Regions from separate parts of the Zea mays genome. Here region 2 is linked to region 1. Evidence: chromatin contacts called from public Hi-C data. All regions are on one chromosome and are shown on one strand. The core of a region is the stretch at or near the end of the contact, and the rest is flanking DNA. Distances in the headings are between cores, read along the strand shown. Region 1 holds the start of LOC103644148 (calcium-dependent protein kinase 11). Region 2 holds the start of VP8 (Probable glutamate carboxypeptidase VP8).

Region 1 (3,530 bases), core at 230-2,729:
TAAAACCAGTACTGACTACTTGCTCAATGTAGTTCAGCAGCACAAGTGATCTCAGAATGTTGAATGGTAAAAGTGATGCAACCATTGTGTGAAGTACACACGCCACTATGCATGTAACAGTTGTTGATCTATATTTTGTTATGAGATCACATGGTGGCCTCTTGCATGGACGCTCACAACAGTGCTCTACGTACGTACGAAAAATTCCCCCATTATGTAACAACCGTACGGCAATTGTCGCCACAGTTATCAGCTCAACTGTTCACATTACTAAAACAGCTTCACAATTAAATAAAATTGTTCTGCATTGCTAGTCAAGGAATCGATGCCATATACCTGGCTTGAAGAAGATGGACAGTCCAAAATCGATGGTCTTCAGGGGCGAGTCCTCCTTTTGATTGACAAACAAGAAATTTTCCGGCTTAAGATCCCTGTGCATCACGCCGAGTGAGTGGCACGCCTCGACGACGCCGACGATCACCCTGGTCAGCTGCGCGGCCGCCTTCTCGGAATAGTGCCCCCTCTGGATGATCCTGTCGAAAAGTTCCCCACCAGCGCAGAGCTCCATGACGAGCTGCACGGCGACGGCGTCCTCGTAGGCGCCGACGATGGAGACGACGTTGGCATGACCCGCGAGGTGGTGCATGATCTGGATCTCGCGGCGCACATCCTCGACATCCTCCTCCGTGAGCAGCTTCCGTTTGGCAATGGATTTGCAGGCGAACTCCCGGCCGGTGGCCTTCTCGACGCAGAGGTAGGTTGTGCCGAATTGACCCTGACCTAACTTCTTGCCAATGGTGTAGATGTCCTTGAGCCGAGCCGTGTTAACGTCGCGCTTGAGCACGGAGTCCGCGAGGAGGCCCGCGCTCTGGACGCGCTTGACCTTGGGCGCGGGCTTCTTCGCCGTAGGGTTGTCCTGCGGCTGGGAGGCAGGGGCCGGTGGCAGGTCGGTGGATCGGGATGAGTGGTGGGAGGAATGCTCAGATTCTGGGATGGTGACGGGATCGGGCGCTTTGTCGGAGGCGGGGGAGGGGGGCGGCGGTAGGGCTGGGGCTGGCGCGGGGTCGTCGCCGCGGGGCCGCCACAGGGTGACGTTGGCCAGGAAGCCGTTGCGGCCAGCGGCACTGGGGCCGACGCAGGTGTTGCCCATCGCCGCGGGGACGCTACACGGACGGCAGCGACGGCGGCGACGGCGGTGGCGGTGGCATTGGACGCGGGGGCGGCGAGGAGGTTACCGGTTGGGTGGTTCAGGACCTTCAAGTTGAATCGATCGTGGAAGCGGGGCGGAAGGGGAGGAACCGATGAATGAAACGGAGCCGAGGTGGGTCCCTGGCAGCGGGTTCGTGTGGATGACGTGTGGGTCCGACGCGTATGGGGCCGATTGTCAGCGTAGTGATCCAGCGATCGGAGGCGAGTGAAACCGCAGGATGCGGATCGGGCTCTTGGGCTCTTCGCGCCATATCGGATGGTTAATCATCACCGTTCCTTCCACCAAATTCCAAATCGTATATTTGGGAACTCCACGAGCCGTTTCTATTTGATTTTTGGCAAAATTGGTATGGAATAGAAATAGCTTCCGTCTTTTTTGTAATTTAGTCTTTTTTAGGTTTTATTTTCACACATACGCCCCTTCTGGTTTCATTTTAAAAACTAGACCCTCAGCTCGACACCATCGACATTAGCGCCGAGCTAGTACGTCTCGACGCCAATTACTTTGATGTGTACAACATTCTGTGTGGCTTCTACGTGGCGGTAATGTGGCCAGAGGTCAGCGCCGACCTCGGCGCCATAGATCTCAGCGCTGAGCTCTGTGTCTACAAATATCGAACTTCGACCGATAGTTTCTCTTCTACCAAACGACCAATATCAACCTGACGACTTGGATCTATTGTTCCTGTGTATCAAGGTAATTTCCTCCCTTTTATGGCCTTTTGCTATGTCTGATTATTAGGGTTATGGTTATCGTTTGTGAATCATTCTTATAATCACTTTTGATCATCATATTATTGAATTGTAGGATGTCTAGACGTGGTAAAAGTGCTAAATAAAGGTAAGCGTTGTATTAAATGTAATAACTAATATTTATGAGTCTTATAATACTTATCGAAATTTAGGAAGGGTCCATTGGCCGGAACTGCCTTCGACCTGCTTTCTTTGCCAACTGGTGTTCCAGTGCCTACGTGTTTTTGTGGTGATCCTTGCAAGGTTGACAAGTCTGAGGATCATGACACGTATCGACAAAGGTATTGGATGTGTGCTAACTATGCATTTGAGCCAACAATTGTTCAGCGCCGAATTAATTTAATGGTGAGAATAAATTTTTAGTATGTTAACAATTTGAAATCTAAGTGTTTGCGTACTAATCATTGCATGTATTGTAGACTCCTCCACCACTCTGTGATTTTGAGCAGTGGATTGACACAGAAATGTCACAGAAAGACAAGAAGTGTTTGGAGAATCTTAAGAAGTGAGACGCGGAGGACAAAGAAAGGATAGAGAAAAGACGAGAGGAGCTTGCTGCCAAGCAACAACGGGTAGACGAGCAGGAAATGAGGTGTGTTACTAAATACAAGGAGGAGAAGGAGAGGAAGCTTGAGCGTGCACGTCGTGCAAAGGACGCAATGGAGGAGAACCCTGATGCTTTTCGCAAGGGCAAATGGCCCTGTTGCACTCAGTAGTCTAGGTGCTTATATGATGTTATGTAGTAATAAACTTCTTATTATGTATTATTTACCATCGAACAATTTTTTTAGTAACGAACTACTTATTAGATATTCAAATTGTGCACTACAAACAATTGATTAAGACGACTTGAAGCAATTAATAAAGAAAAACAACACACTTAAAGCAATTGATACAAACGAGTTTTCTAGTAGTGCTCCCACATTCCAAATTGTGTGGACCCTTCTCCACAGTATCCTCTCATTGTTGTTGTCTGCTGTGGTTGCGGTGGAGAAGGTGGAGGACCAACATTCGTGTTGTGACAAGGGCAGCAGCAATATGGATCTGAGCATACTTGAACCTATGAACCACCTTCATTGTTGTTGTCTCCTCCTTCCTTCTCATTTATGTTGCTTACTTCCCTCTCTAGATAAAATATCCTATTCTGTAGGTAGGATATGTATTCCGCATGCGGAAAAATCGAACTAGGATCTACCCAACGAGTGAACCCACAATTCTCCTTCACAAATGAATGCTTGGTTTACAGTTAGTTTTACTCAAGAACAAAATGATATAGAACAAAGCATTAAAATGAATATTTATATATGCATAAGGACATATGAAGAAACACCGGCCTCCATCAATCCCCCTCGACGAACATCTGCACCAAGCAATCCTCACCATGCATGCACTTCGACCAATCTTCTCTCCTGTTATTGTAATACCTAAGTCTAACCTCATTGTTGAAATCTCTTTTACTTTGAACTGGAAAGTTAAAAATCGTCTCCTCAAAATAATCTGGACCAAGAGGGCCATCGAAACAGATGGGAGGTAACTTCTCTCCATCAAAACAAATGGCAGCAATGAAA
Region 2 (3,033 bases), core at 490-2,989, 200 kb after region 1:
TCTCGTTGGTTCTCCATTGCATGTCGTCATTTGGGTTTCAACACTACATGCGCTAAGGCAATGGGAGCCTCTTCGGTTATGGGATTAAAGTTTTGGGTGTGGCTTATGTGTTAGATAATATTGTCGGCCCCTTAATCCCTTTTATATGGTGCAAGGTGAGCTGGGGGCTGCAAACATTAGGTTAGGTGCCCCCAAATCAAGGGCGTGTGGATTAGGGAGTTAGTTGGGTTAAGCCTAATTCGGTTCATGTTAACCGAATGTAGAATACACATCCAACACAATGAAGATATTTGTGGTCAGAGACTTAGAATGTTACAGCACTAAAATAGTAGCAAACAAGACAAACCCTTGTTCTGGAGTTATATTTTGGTTGTCAACAAAGTGTGAGTGCAAGTACCAACCACGTAGACTTATTTCGGTTGCCGACAAGATAGACCCTCGTCTTTTTTAGAGTGCGCGCGTTGCATGAACCATAAAAACTCACTGGATATTTGTGTTTAGAATTTAGATGAGAAGACATGAGTTAGAGGAACTAGTTAGGTATTTGTACGTTGTTATGGTTTCTATACACGCTTGAGTATAAAGTATAACACCCAAAGACATGTGTGTTTTGTTGGCTACGTGGTTGTGAATGTATGTTTGGAGCCAACAACCATGGTTTAAATCTATATATGTGCATAATTTTAGCTCTTTTTACTATTTAAATGTGGGGAAATGGTGGAAACAGGTAATTTACAGTAGTAGAGAAGAGATTAGTGCACAGTCCAACCTTGGGTTGCAATGATATGACAATACAAACCAATACCAAACTAGAATTTATCGTCCCGACATAACCTAAGTAGCGTAAATGATGCCATGAGACGAGGCACATAGGGCTAGCCCGGTCCAGGCTATGAGCCCAAGTAGTGGCAGATCTAGAATTTGAACCTAGAGTAGTTAAGAAGAAAATATTTTAAATGTAATATCGCCCATAATTCGGTACCACATATATAAATTCCATCAATTCAGTTCAAGAACAGAAAATAACAAAATGATCATAACACATTTAATTCATCAATTTAGGTTCCAAACTGTATAGATTTGTTTCCTTATGTCTAAACCATGAGAAATAGTTTTGTTTTTAAACCAAATTCTAGGATAGTTAGGGGCCTATCGAAGCTACCTGTTGGTTCTACCCTAAGCTCAAGTGCCTAATCCGGTCATGCAAAAGTCACTAAAAATTTAGAGCATGTTTGATTCGTTATCTAATTATCATAGTTTACCTATTTTTCTAAAGTTAGTTTTTTATTTAACCGACTAATCTATGTGATCATGTAAAATACTGTTTTATATTATAGGTATGCCATATTATTTTTGTGGCGAGATAACAGACAGGAGAGCTCTTGCCGATGCCGGCCGGACCCAGCCAATCTGCGTGTGCGCCGACTGTGCGGACACCTGAATGAACGTGCCGGAGTACCTGACCCGGACCGCAGTCGCTTCAGCTCAACTGATGGAGTGTGCAGTGGCAACGGAAAAGCTCCATTAACGGGGGTCGGGGCGTAAAGCTGCGTACGGCGGCACGGTGGTAGTGATACACACCGAAGCACCCAGGAAAGCATCCTGGCTCCTGTCCCTCCTCGCCATTTCACGAGCTCCCATTTCACACGCTCACTCCGTCACTCGCTCGCCTCCGCCGTCGCAAAGCCTGCCGGAACCGGCGTGTGCGGTCAGTTCCGGTGCCGCGCAGGGCCTGAGGAATGCCGCACTCCGTCCTGGCCCGTCTGCCCCCCGGCTCCGTCCGGCTCGTAGCTGCCTTCGGGCTGCTGCTCCTCGTCTCGCTGCTCGTTCTCCACCGCCGCCCCGGGAGGCCCCATGTGGCGGCGGCCGCCGCCAGCGACCGACTCACTGATCCCTCCCGGTCCCGGCTGTTCCTGTCGCAGTCCCCCGGGGCCAACGCGAGCATCGCGGCTGACCTCCGCGCGCTCACCGCGGGGCCGCACCTCGCGGGGACGCCTGCGTCGGCGGGTGCAGCCGCGCACGTGCTCGCCCGCCTCCGCGCCGCGGGACTCCAAACCCTAACGCGCGAGTACGAGCCGCTGCTCTCGTACCCTGGGCACGCCTCCCTCGCGCTGCTCCGGCCCGACGGGTCCCTGCTCGCGCGCCTGTCGCTCGAGGAGCCCGCGGACGAGGGGCGCCGCGTCGTGCCTCCGTACCACGCGTACGCGCCGTCCGGCGGGGCCGTCGCGGAGGCGGTGTTCGTCAACCTCGGCCGCGAGGAGGACTACGTCGTGCTCGAGAGGCTTGGAGTGGGCGTGCGCGGCCGCGTCGCGGTGGCGCGCCGCGGGGGTGGGTACCGCGGCGGGGTTGTGGCGCGCGCTGCGGACAAGGGAGCCGTCGCCGTGCTCATCGCGGGCAACGCGGACGGCGGCGTCGAGAGAGGAGTCGTTCTTCTCGGCGGCCCCGGCGATCCGCTCACCCCCGGGTGGGCCGCCACCAGCGGTGCGGAGCGTTTGAAGTTCGACGATAAGGCAGTCAAGCAGCGGTTTCCGAGTATCCCCTCCATGCCGGTGTCGGCCAAGACGGCAGCAGCGATCATTCGAAGCCTGGGCGGTCCGGCCATACCGGCGGAATGGAAGGACGGCCTCGGGGTGGATACCGGTGGTCTTGGACCTGGCCCCACGCTGGTCAACTTCACGTATCAGGTATAACTTGCTGTCTTGTTTCTGTATGATGGAGTGACAACAACACATGTATAAGGACAAATTTAATGGACAGCTAGATCCAAAAGACTATGCGGATTTGCTATGTTGTTGTGGAGTCATATGGCATGTTTTTGGTGTCTCGATTGGGAACTGGATGTAGGCAGTGAGTTGACGTTAGCTTAATATGGTATTGCTTGCTTCCTCTGTTATATCTTTCTGGATTGTCAGTCTATATTTGTGTGCTTCCATCTGTACAATATCCATGGATGTCTGATACCTAAATTATTCCATCTAAATTTTTCCATAGGCTACAATTAGGTGAGAAATTTGTAATTTGATTGGTGAAGTT

What was found. Hi-C and Micro-C count contacts between places; a contact is called where the count stands out from the background.
Region 2: a contact with region 1 is called in a Hi-C map of tassel, with 2.3 times the contacts expected there. The contact joins the promoter of VP8 here to the promoter of LOC103644148 in region 1. A contact is called at or near these places in 4 of 25 Hi-C or Micro-C datasets (ear, endosperm, leaf and 1 more).

Annotation. Positions count from the first base shown.
Region 1 is chr1:292,934,253-292,937,782 of Zm-B73-REFERENCE-NAM-5.0, forward strand. It overlaps LOC103644148 (calcium-dependent protein kinase 11), which reads right to left and starts at 1,480. Exons shown (of 8, transcript XM_008667344.4): 1 at 337-1,480. The coding sequence starts at 1,150.
Region 2 is chr1:293,130,734-293,133,766 of Zm-B73-REFERENCE-NAM-5.0, forward strand. It overlaps VP8 (Probable glutamate carboxypeptidase VP8), which reads left to right and starts at 1,740. Exons shown (of 10, transcript NM_001127252.1): 1 at 1,740-2,684. The coding sequence starts at 1,740.